3 separate regions of the Mus musculus genome follow, and all the other regions are linked to region 1. The links are chromatin contacts, called in public promoter capture Hi-C maps. All regions are on one chromosome and are shown on one strand. The core of a region is the stretch at or near the end of the contact, and the rest is flanking DNA. Distances in the headings are between cores, read along the strand shown.

Region 1 (3,429 bases), core at 506-3,005:
CACTTGAATTTCATACTGAAATATAATTAATAATGTACTAAAGGAGTCATCTTAATGATTTGGCCCACAAGAATCCAAAAAACAGCTTTCTCTTTCCTTACTCTGCCTTACTTGTTCCTGGCTATGATTTATGGCTCAATATCTGAAATGAGATTTGTCAAAAATTCCACTGTTGTTCAGTGAAAAATAATTTGATATTAAAAGTAGGAAGACAAAGGATATTATAAACTGTATCATCCTCTTAAGGATATATAAAGCTCATTAATAAAGTCATAATTTCCCCCATGGTTTTGGGCAACAGGAATTGGCTTTGTCGTAACATGTAATTATTTGATGCTGAACAAGAGCTCTGTGGTATGCAGAGATTTTCAATTCTAACAATGTTAGGAATAATTTCCTTTTTTTCACGCAACCTGGTTTCTGTGCTAATTTTGAAAAGATGAAAGCAAATAGCCACAGCCTTGTCACTGAGAACCTTGGGGAGGTAGTGATATCGTTTGTGTAATGTGATATATTGCTGCAAAAATGGAAAACTCCTAGATTTATCTTTAAAACAAAACTATAAATACTAGAAACTAATAAAGAAGTAAAGAAACATTATAAGAATGAGAAGAAGCAAAATCTCTCAACACAAGAATTTCCATAGAGACACTGAAAATGTGCAAAGGATCCGTTACTTCCTGGCTAATTTTCTTGGATTTGATTTATGTTGCTTTTCCCTTTAAAAAAATGTAATTTGGAATAACTTACATTATTTCCTGGCTCTTATTTAGCACCATTCATCAACCACTGTAGCTAATAATAGTTCAGAAAATATTCTGGTCTTGTTTAGTAATATCTTGTATGATCACAATTATCCCTCATCCTGAAATTGAGACATAGACTCTAACATAGCCTAAAGAAAATATTAACCTTCATCAATCATATATCTGCCAAGAATATTTTTGTGGGTTCTCTGTTAAGTGAAAATGACTTGGACCAACCTTTTATAACAACTCAACACAAGAGAGCTAAGCCCACATTTTACCTGTGGGCCATGAATGTTACTCAAGAGGCAGAACGCAGCATCTTTGGTCTACTCATTGGATCCTGATTGTTAAGGTTGAAAACTAGATGGGTCAGTTTGTATAGCTCTAGTTTTTATAATCTGCTTTTGAGGCTAAACAGATAGTCAAAACTTTGTCATCCATTAACTTGCAAGTATATACAGGACAATTCTATTTTCAAGATAGTCTTGCACATGTAGGCACTGCATAGATCTTAATAAATAGGTAAGTCATTTAGGTTGCTTTGCAGTACCAGGAACAACGTGATGAGCAATGAAATGCTCATGTTTTATTTTCTATCAAGTAAGAAAAAGTGACTGCAGGTAAGTATACATTTCTCAAAAGCACTAAATAATAATGAAGTACAAGTTAGTAACATAGTTGGCATTTCTTATTACATACCCCCATAAGCTTACTCTAGATGATAACAGCATTCAGTTTATAAAGAGTTAATATTGCAACAAATTCAGGGCTAGCAGCACAGTTGACTTACCCAGGAAAATGAACACTAGCATGTTGGACAACTCAAGATGGTCTCCCTGGGAGAAAGGCGGATGAACTGACACCAACCAACATCCCAACTGAAGTTTCTGTGTAAAGGTTTTGCTTCCTAAGAGCCAGCCAATTAGAGTCAGCTTCTGGTGTCAGCTGTTCCTCACCAGTTTGTTTTGAGCTGTGAACTTTCCTAATTGTATTCAAATTCAATTGTTCTCCTCAGCTTGCGAACCCAGGATATTATCCTTTCAGGAGAGTCTGCAAACCAAATAACAGGGGGAAATAATGTATTCTCCGCACATCCACTAGAACACTAAGCTTTGCCTCTGAATGTAACAGTCTTCCAAGAAATTTGACCATGAGGTCCCCTATTCATGAAAAGTTCTCATTAAGTCAATTGCTTATAATGTAAGCAATATAAGGATACAGAAAAGGAACAAAGGCAACCAAGGGAAATGATTGCAAATCCAAGTTACATCCAAATGAGAATACTGATTATGTCTTATGTTTACAGATGCTTCAAACCCCAAGAAGATTTAAAACGGTGCCACTTCTGTGACATGTCCCCATTTCTTCAAAACTTAGGGTGAAAAATGACTCCTTTCAAGGAAGCATAACTTCTTCACAAGAAGTTAACTATACACCATCTCTTCCTTGCTCTGTCTTGGATGCTGTAATTCCTCACTTAAGTCTACAACTTCCTTGAAGTGTGATGAGACAGTTACCCTGATTCCCTTGTAAATATGTGTCTAGTAAATAAAGTATTATGTTGGCAAGAACTTAAAATAAAAATGGGCAAATGAAAGAGAAGCATCTGCTCCCACAGCCACATAATTTACTGTTTTTATTACGTTGTTAATGTTCATTTTACATAAGAAGAGAAATTAGATTTTGTTTTTAGAATGCATGGTTTCCTAAAACCCAATGAACTGAAACTATAACATTATAAATTATCTCTGTAGATGACTTAATATCAGACATTACTTCTCTGAAAATGGATTGATTATATCATGGTTATAAATCATATTATGCTTGAATGTCTATTTTATGTAGCAGAAGTCTGCTATGAAAACATTAAACCCAGAGTTTTATTTAACAGGAGAAATATAGAAACATAAAAATTAATCTCCTGTCTTTCGGGGGGTAAGAACTAAATCAGAGTGGACAAACCCCAATGAAATACAAGTATAGCAGTGACTTTCATGAGAAGCCTCCAGAATCAGGATAAGTAAATCACTGCAATGTTTTGCGAGAGGCAATTGCAAAATTGTGCTGAGTTCCAAGGGGGAATAAGCCTAGACTCCACCTCCTGATGGAGAGGTACCAGCACAACGTTGCAAACACAGTGTGTGAAATGAGATACATCTCAGTGAGGCAATAATTGGAAGATAAAACCTGGCATCCCTTTTAAGCACCAACAGATCTCCTCATCAACCCACGCTGGCTCATTCTGTTATGTGATGAGTCTTCAGTATAAAGCCTACTATAATTTCCATCATGTTCCTGCTGGTTTCATTACCTTCCCTCCCACTCGGACCCTGTGTTATTCAATTGTTCACATTTTCCCCTTCTGGTGCCCATTGTGATCCTCAAATACAGTAAATATATCAATCTCTAAGTTTAATTATCTTTCCTTCGCATCTAAGTAATTGAGAAGACAGCATTTCTCAATTTACTGGCCATATTAGTCAGGGTTTTCTAGAGTATTAAAACTTATAGAATCTTTCTGTCTCTGTGTGTCTCTCTTTGTCTCTCTGTGTAGCTCTGTGTCTCTGTCTCTGTCTGTCTGTTTGTCTATCTGTGAATGGGAATATATTAACTTATTTACAGGCTATGATCCAGCTAATCCAACAACGGTTTCCATGGAAGGTTCAAGAACCCAGTAGTT
Region 2 (3,604 bases), core at 881-3,380, 1.0 Mb after region 1:
TAGGAGAAGCCTCATTGGTGACAGCATCCATCTTCTTTCTGCTTCCTGACTGACAGTACAGTTTAGCAGGCTGCCTCACACTCCAGCTGCCTTGCCTTACTGAGCATGTTAAACTGCACACTCAAACCACAAGCCAGAATAAACCCTTTCTCTCTTAAATTGCCTTAGGCAAGTATTTGGCTACAACAATAAATAACTATCTATAATAATTAAAATATTTATCCTTTCTTCTCCTTTGGACAAAATAGTCATTTAATAGTTATCAAGAAAGAAAGGATGATATGTTGACCTCACTTCCAGGTGCTTATTCTTGCCCTCATTTTCCTATGAAATGATTTGGTCTCCTGAAGTCTATCCAAAGGAAATTAAATAGATTTATAGGAAAGGCTTCAGTATAGCCCACAGGTACAAAACCCATTGACCCTTAATAAACGGCCAGTAGCCATATCTTCTAAAGCATATACAGTGATCTAAACTTACTTCCCCAAGTGCCTTGCACAATTGTCCAGCTTGTCTTGTCTTAAATCTCTAAAGTACAAAATTCTGCAAGGGATACTTCCACCTATAGTCTTTTAAAAAGTTGGTAGTTATAATTTTAGTACACAAAACAAGAACAAAAGGAAGCCAGTACATAGATGAACAAGATGTGCCCTTCTCACAGTATGATGGAGAGATTTCTAAACATGAACACACGATGAGAAAGAAGGCCATTGAACAGGAGCAAGATAGTGGCCTTCAACTTTATGGCTACACTCTGCCCACAGGAACTTCAATGCCCTCCCTAAGTGAAATATCGTCATCAATGTAGGGAAGCAATTCTACTTCCTTATTTTAGTTGAACAAATACATTATATATAATATTTACTTATTACATATAGATATATGTGTGTGATATGTGATATATGTTATATGTAATCTAAAGATTAAAGGCTTACCTCACTGAGTTACTACTGAGTAGAAATAAACTCAGGGATTGATTCCTGTCCTTATATGCATATTCCAGAACATCAGGAAAAGGGCAACCCTTTGATATTAACTTTCAAGAAAGTACTACAAAATTAGCACCCAGGTCTTTCACTGTGTTTATCTAGCACCTGTATTGTGTCTTACCAGAAACCTAAGGTTCACTTGAAAGGACCTTTTGATGGAATGGGATTTGAAGCTACACTAGCCACACTGTGGAATATTCTGAAGATCTATGTTAGCCTGTAGACTGATGAATCCCTTGCTCAGAAAAAAAAAAAGAAGAAGAAGAAGAAGAAGAAGAAGAAGAAGAAGAAGAAGAAGAAGAAGAAGAAGAAGAAGAAGAAGAAGAAGAAGAAGAAGAAGAAAGCCATTTACCATTTACTGCACACTGTGTGGCAGATCTAACAGAGCCCCAAAATGAATCGCTATGGAGACAAAAAAAAAAAATCATTTTCCCACAAAGCGGAAGCGGATGCAAGTTAATGGCATTCGCTTCTTAATTGGCAATTAACACTTTCAGCTGCCAATGCCATTTAAACATCTGATCTTCGGGAAACTATTTTAATAACAGAAATAAGAACTAAGTGGATTAAAATAGTGGCTTGAGATACCCCTTTTGTCAGACTGACCCCTTCTCACCGGTGGCACAGGCTATAACATGAGAGGTGTTTTCCCCAGTGCCTCGCAGGCTGTAAGCTCCTTTGCTCAGCTTCAGGCTGTGTGCTATTCTTTCTTCTATTTCCCTAAAAGTGCCCCCCAAACACACCACCGTGTTGGCACCCGCAGCACAGAGGACCAATAGCCTCTTACTAAGAAAAGACATCACAAGCATTCAAACATTAACTCTATGCCAAGCGCAATCCTTGGCTTTTTCTTTGCCCAACAAGCAGTTTTGTCTTTATCAGTTGCCCGTTTCTCTGACTATAGATACCATCTCATTTCAACAACACAGACAAATTTATCAGCTCCCGGGTAGCTCGCCCTCACACCCTCCGGCATATACCAGAACTGGGTGTCTTTAAAAGTTACTGAAAGCATTAAGCAAAGACTTCTCTTTACCTTGGGTGTGGTCTCAAGGCTCCCCGCTAAGATGCAGGAGGTCATTTGGAAGTAATTGTTCCTGCAGGCACTCAGAAGCCCCTGCTCTGAAAGCAAACCAATGACTGAGGTGGAAAGAGAGCCTGTTACTAAAACAACACAGGCACACGCACGCAATCGCCTACACACACACACACACACACACACACACACACACACACACACACACACACGCAAGCACATACGCATGCACCCATATGCACACGCACACACGCGCGCACACACACACACACACACACACACACACACACACACACACACGGTTGCGGGGGAGGAGGAATCTAAAAGAACACAGAACAGATGCTTCTCCGAGTTGAGTATTTTTCAGCTCCAAAGGGTTTGTTTTGACAATTTTTACTTTTGGAACTTCACGAGAGGTCACACTGACTGCTAAAATGGGATCAGTGGAAGTGAAAAATTGCTACCTCTATGTGTTTGCCCTCTTTTCCTTTCAGGCTTGCAGTCCAATTATGTATTCCCTGAAAGGAAGGGAGAAGCCAGATTGGACAGCAATGAGAAGCTGATTGAAGGGCCCTGGCATCTGCCAGTTTCAGTGATTGGTTGACCACGCTCGCAGAGAACATTCAGATGCACAAACACATGCAAACACAGCGTCTAAATAAAGAACTGGAAAACACAGTGATCATTTTGGAAAGCCAGTCATTTCAGTGACAAGTCCTTGGCGTGTGAACGGCAGTCAATGATATTGGAGCATCCGAGTGACTCAAGTTCTGCTGTTAAACAAAAGTAGCTCTAAAAGAGATCTTGTTACCAAATAGCTGTCAAAACAAAATTCCCTTCCACTGTTGCTGGAAGATAGTGACTGCCCTGCCTACCTATAAACAAGTCACAAATATTTCTCACGAGATTGATTTATTCAGTATTCCTATTCTCTAAGCATTGATTTTTTTCTACAAACCTATGCAATCTATATTTGTGCATAAGCACTGGAAGATGTAATGTGGAGGGAGCTGGCTATATACTGAATGCTATGCAAAAGTGAAGGTTTTATTTCACGTACAGTTACAGCATTTAATATTTTCAACATTGTCAAGAGCTTGAACTTAGGACAATCATGAGCGCAATAATGACTCACAGTGATTCTATTAAGAAGCAGGGAAACTATTGCAAATAACACTAGTACATCTTGCCCCAGGAAAGGGCCAAATTTCTAAATGTATGTGCTGTTACATCAGTAAGAGATATCTTCTGACATCTACACTCATGGTTATGTATATCTGATGCCAAGAACCTTTCATTCTTTCTGAGAATATACATAAATCTGTCATATAAATAACAGAGATACAAAGAGAAGAGAGTTTTAAAGATCGCCCATCACCCATCCTATAGTTCTTAAATGTCACTGCATGATCCGCCATTGGCAGCACCTTTAGAACTGTAGTTTCTGCTTGAGAAGTTCAGCAGTGGATTCTCCACACCTGCACTTTCAACAAGCTTCTGGGTTGTATCCTGTTGCTGGTGTGTTGTTCTCCTACTTCTCCTCTCTGTTGCACTGATAAGCATCATGACCAAAAGCAAC
Region 3 (3,536 bases), core at 419-2,918, 1.4 Mb after region 1:
CTTCCACTGGAGGAAAACATCTTCCACCATAATCCACAATCACGACTTTCCTGGGCATGGATGTCGGTTTATCTCCCAGAACTCAAAACTCTTAGTCTGAATAACTGACATATTAATGGATTAATGAACTCTTACCCTTGGGCTGTTTGGCAGAAGCAAATGTTAATCTTTTCTAAAGGAGCACAAACCTAATCCAGGGCTCACAGGAGCCTCACAGGCAGAGGCTTAGACACTGGTCTATAATCCAAGTCTCTGCAACATTCAAAACACACACACACACACACACACACACACACACACACACACACACACACACACACTAGCATGGCAGAATGTATGAATGTCTGGGAATTTCAGGTCAGTCAGGTATCTACTGAATAGTCTAAAATGACTAAGCACATAAAACAATAAAAATTAGGAAAAACAGAACTGCAGAAAATAGCCCAATACAATGCTGATAAATGAAATACGCATTTGTGGACACTCAACAGGTATATAAGGAAGAACAAAGTGAGTATTAGCTAACTAAAAGATTATTCAGGGACCAAGATGGAAAGGATGCCTGAGAGATGCCCCAGACAGATAATATAAGGGGATGTCGATATTTGAATATAATATGACTAAGCCCTGGCTATCCTGGAACTCACTTTGTAGACCAGGCTGGCCTCGAACTCAGAAATCTGCCTGCCTCTGCCTCCCGAGTGCTGGGATTAAAGGCGTATGCCACCACACCCGACTTGCTTTACAAGTTTTTTAAAAGCTTGACTTAACAGATTCAGAAAGTTAAAAAGTGCTAAATGGTATAAGTAAGATCAAATCTGTTTATCCATGGTGCATGGTGTGTGTGTGTGTGTCTGTGTGTGTGTGTGTCTGTGTGTGTGTGTGTCTGTGTAACACTATCCATTCATCTGTATTTCATCATGGACAAGAAGAGCCCAAGAGAACCCAACCCTACATGAAGCACTAAATAGCAATTACCAGACTGTGGTGGCTTAATAAGATGTCTCCATAGTTTCAAGCTTCTGAATACTTGGTCCCCAGTTTGTGACACTGGAGTAGGTTTAAGAGCTATGAACTTGCTGGAGGAAGTATATCACGGAGGGTGGGTTTTGAGGTTTCAAATGCTATGCATTCTCCCCCCTCCTCTTTCCCTCTCTCCCTGCCTCTCACTCTCCCCACTTTCTGACTGTCTCTGTCTCTCTCCCTTTCCCTGTCTGTCTCTCTTTGTCCCTGTCTCTGTCCCTCTGTCTCAGTCTCTCTGTCACTCTCTGTCTTTCTCTGTCTCTCTATCTCTGCCTCTCTCAGTTAACAAACCCCTTTTGGTTCTTTTCATAGGGCTCTGCAGCTCCACAGCTATACCAGGAAGGGAATTCACAACTCTTTTTAATCTCTGGTTGCCTGGAACAAGGCAGAAACCTGCAGTTCCCAAGCAGACTTCTTTTCCATATTAGCATTGGAGTTAAAGCCTTAACTCCACAAACAGAAGGCACAATGTGGAGCAAGAGGTCTCTCGTCCCGCCTATCCTGCTTCTAGCTCGCCAGGGCTCTTAATGCGTCTATTGTTACCTAGCACTGGAAATAGCGCTTTCTCTCTTAAGCCTCACTGCTATTTGTACTTGTTCTGTGCTTGTTCAAAATGCCTGGCTGGTTGCTTTTATCTGCGGAAACTTGCATAATTCCAGGGGCGGTGCTGTACACATTTATTGGGGGAGAAAAACATGTTCTCTCCCAGCTGTGTGCGAGGCAAACAGAATCCAGTAAACAGGCATACATTTTATCAGGCCAGCTTGGGAATATAGACTGTCATGATCACTTTCCCAAGCTACAGAAACAACAGTGAATCAACTGCTGGGTTAATTAGAACCCAGACTCGCAGCCCATCCTCAGCTCGGAGAATGAGCACTATTTTCCTTTGCCCTAATTGCGTGATAATCTTAAATATCATCATTTTGTAAAAGACCCTGTAACTACAAATTACGCTGCCAACCATATTATTGGGTCTCAAAATGTGACTGCAGTTTGAAGACAGTTGCAACTTGCAAAACAAACACAAAGAAAAATGTCGTCACCAAAGAACAGCACTGTTACCAGGCAATAGGACCACTCTACCTCTCTGTGGATGCGGTGCTCTTTGCTTTCCAGTCCCCTGCCCCCCCCCCATATATTTAAAAAGACATCAGTCGGAGGGTGGGTGGGTGGGTGGATGGGGGCCGGGGAATGGAATATGGAGTGTAAAAAATAAATTTAAAATAAAACTAAAATTAAAAAAAAAAAAAGACATCAGAATGTCTCTTTGTCTTATCAGCAGATTACAGGTGACAGGAGGTAAATTCCAAAAAGCTGCCGGGATGGGTAATCTTTGAGTTTGACAGTCTTTCCTGGCAACAGCATTCCAGTGTGTCGGCAGTATGGAGGAGCCAATCACGAAATAATTGTATAAGATGCAAATGTCACCACCATTCCAATCAGTATCAGTGAAACGCAGACGCTAAAAGAACTTTCTATAAGTAAGCCTGATTAAACTCGGGGACCATAGCAGGCTACTTTGCTGTTAGATCATTACTATAGAATTTTATTTGAGCATTTGCTCCGAGAGACTACAGTGTTGGAAACTACAGAGCCCCATTTTGCCCAGGTGTGCTAGCACCAGGGGTGGGAAATCTAGGACAGGAAAAGAACTCATGTCAAGTAGAATGTGGAACATTATTAGAAAATTTAACCCCATTAGAATGGCAACAAGCCTTTTCTCAAACACACAGCTTCTCATGTGTGTGTGCGTGTGTGAATATATATACCAAACTAAAGGTAAAATGACAGGGTAGGTTGAGAAACTCGCGATAATTCCCAGCTAGTCTTTACAGATGTTCTTCTAGGCTATCGCCACTAGGGGGCAGGGCAGGCTGCTTCAATTTCCTAGGACATTTTCCCCACTAGGGGCGCTGTAAGTTATGGCGAGAAGAAGCAGGTTAAGTCTGAACTGACCATGGGATTACAGGGGTTAGGATTCCCCCTCGGGAATCTTAGTCTTATTAGTAAAAGAACTCAAGCATGGATTTCAATGTAAGCTGGCATGGAAATCAGACACATGATGAAAAAGCAGCTACAAGGTAGGATGTGAGAGGTAGGTAGCATTAGAGAAAGAGAATGGACGCCCAACGTATCAGGAAATGCATAGGATAGGTGGGGGGGGGGGGAAGAGGAGGAGGAAGAGGAGGAGGAGGGAGGGAGGGAAGGAGGGAGGAAGAAATTGTCTAAGTTGTACCTCTCCCTCCAAAGCTCATGGTGGCTCCTAGGGACTGTACTGGGGGGTGGGGATCATAGAAAAGAAAATTACAGTATCCTGTTAAAGGAACAATAGCAAGCCTATCTCTTTAACGTGGCTTAAGGTGAGCTTACTTCCCTGGGGGTGGTCTCTTGTCCCAGGGTAACTGCCTGGCCCAACTAGAATGTTAGGTCTCCACCAGGCCAAAGATTCTGTTCTCTTGACCAGAAGGAGTTTTTCCGTAGTGGGCATTTGTACAGCTGCTCTAACATTT

Evidence for each region. Promoter capture Hi-C pulls out the DNA fragments that hold promoters and counts their contacts.
Region 2: a contact with region 1 is called in a promoter capture Hi-C map of hippocampal neurons, with 5 times the contacts expected there. The contact joins the promoter of Mlip here to the promoter of Gfral in region 1. A contact is called at or near these places in 5 of 39 promoter capture datasets (the 3T3-L1 cell line, the C10 cell line, hippocampal neurons and 1 more).
Region 3: a contact with region 1 is called in a promoter capture Hi-C map of hippocampal neurons, with 4 times the contacts expected there. The contact joins the enhancer-like site here to the promoter of Gfral in region 1. A contact is called at or near these places in 5 of 39 promoter capture datasets (the 3T3-L1 cell line, 3T3-L1-derived adipocytes, hippocampal neurons and 1 more) and 1 of 115 datasets of contacts at active chromatin or transcription factors (astrocytes).

The regions. Positions count from the first base shown.
Region 1 is chr9:76,211,902-76,215,330 of GRCm38.p6, forward strand. It overlaps Gfral (GDNF family receptor alpha like), which reads right to left and starts at 1,756. Exons shown (of 9, transcript NM_205844.3): 1 at 1,540-1,756. The coding sequence starts at 1,561.
Region 2 is chr9:77,249,722-77,253,325 of GRCm38.p6, forward strand. Mlip (muscular LMNA-interacting protein) reads right to left here and starts at 2,131. Exons shown (of 11, transcript NM_001368955.1): 1 at 2,026-2,131. The coding sequence starts at 2,070.
Region 3 is chr9:77,593,648-77,597,183 of GRCm38.p6, forward strand. No RefSeq gene overlaps it. Among named protein-coding and RNA genes, the nearest start is that of Klhl31, 41 kb to the right of the region's middle. Within about 2 kb of position 1,669, at least 21 of the 459 cell types and tissues checked have an H3K27ac peak or open chromatin away from gene starts, as enhancers often do. A contact at or near this core is called in hippocampal neurons, where this site is marked.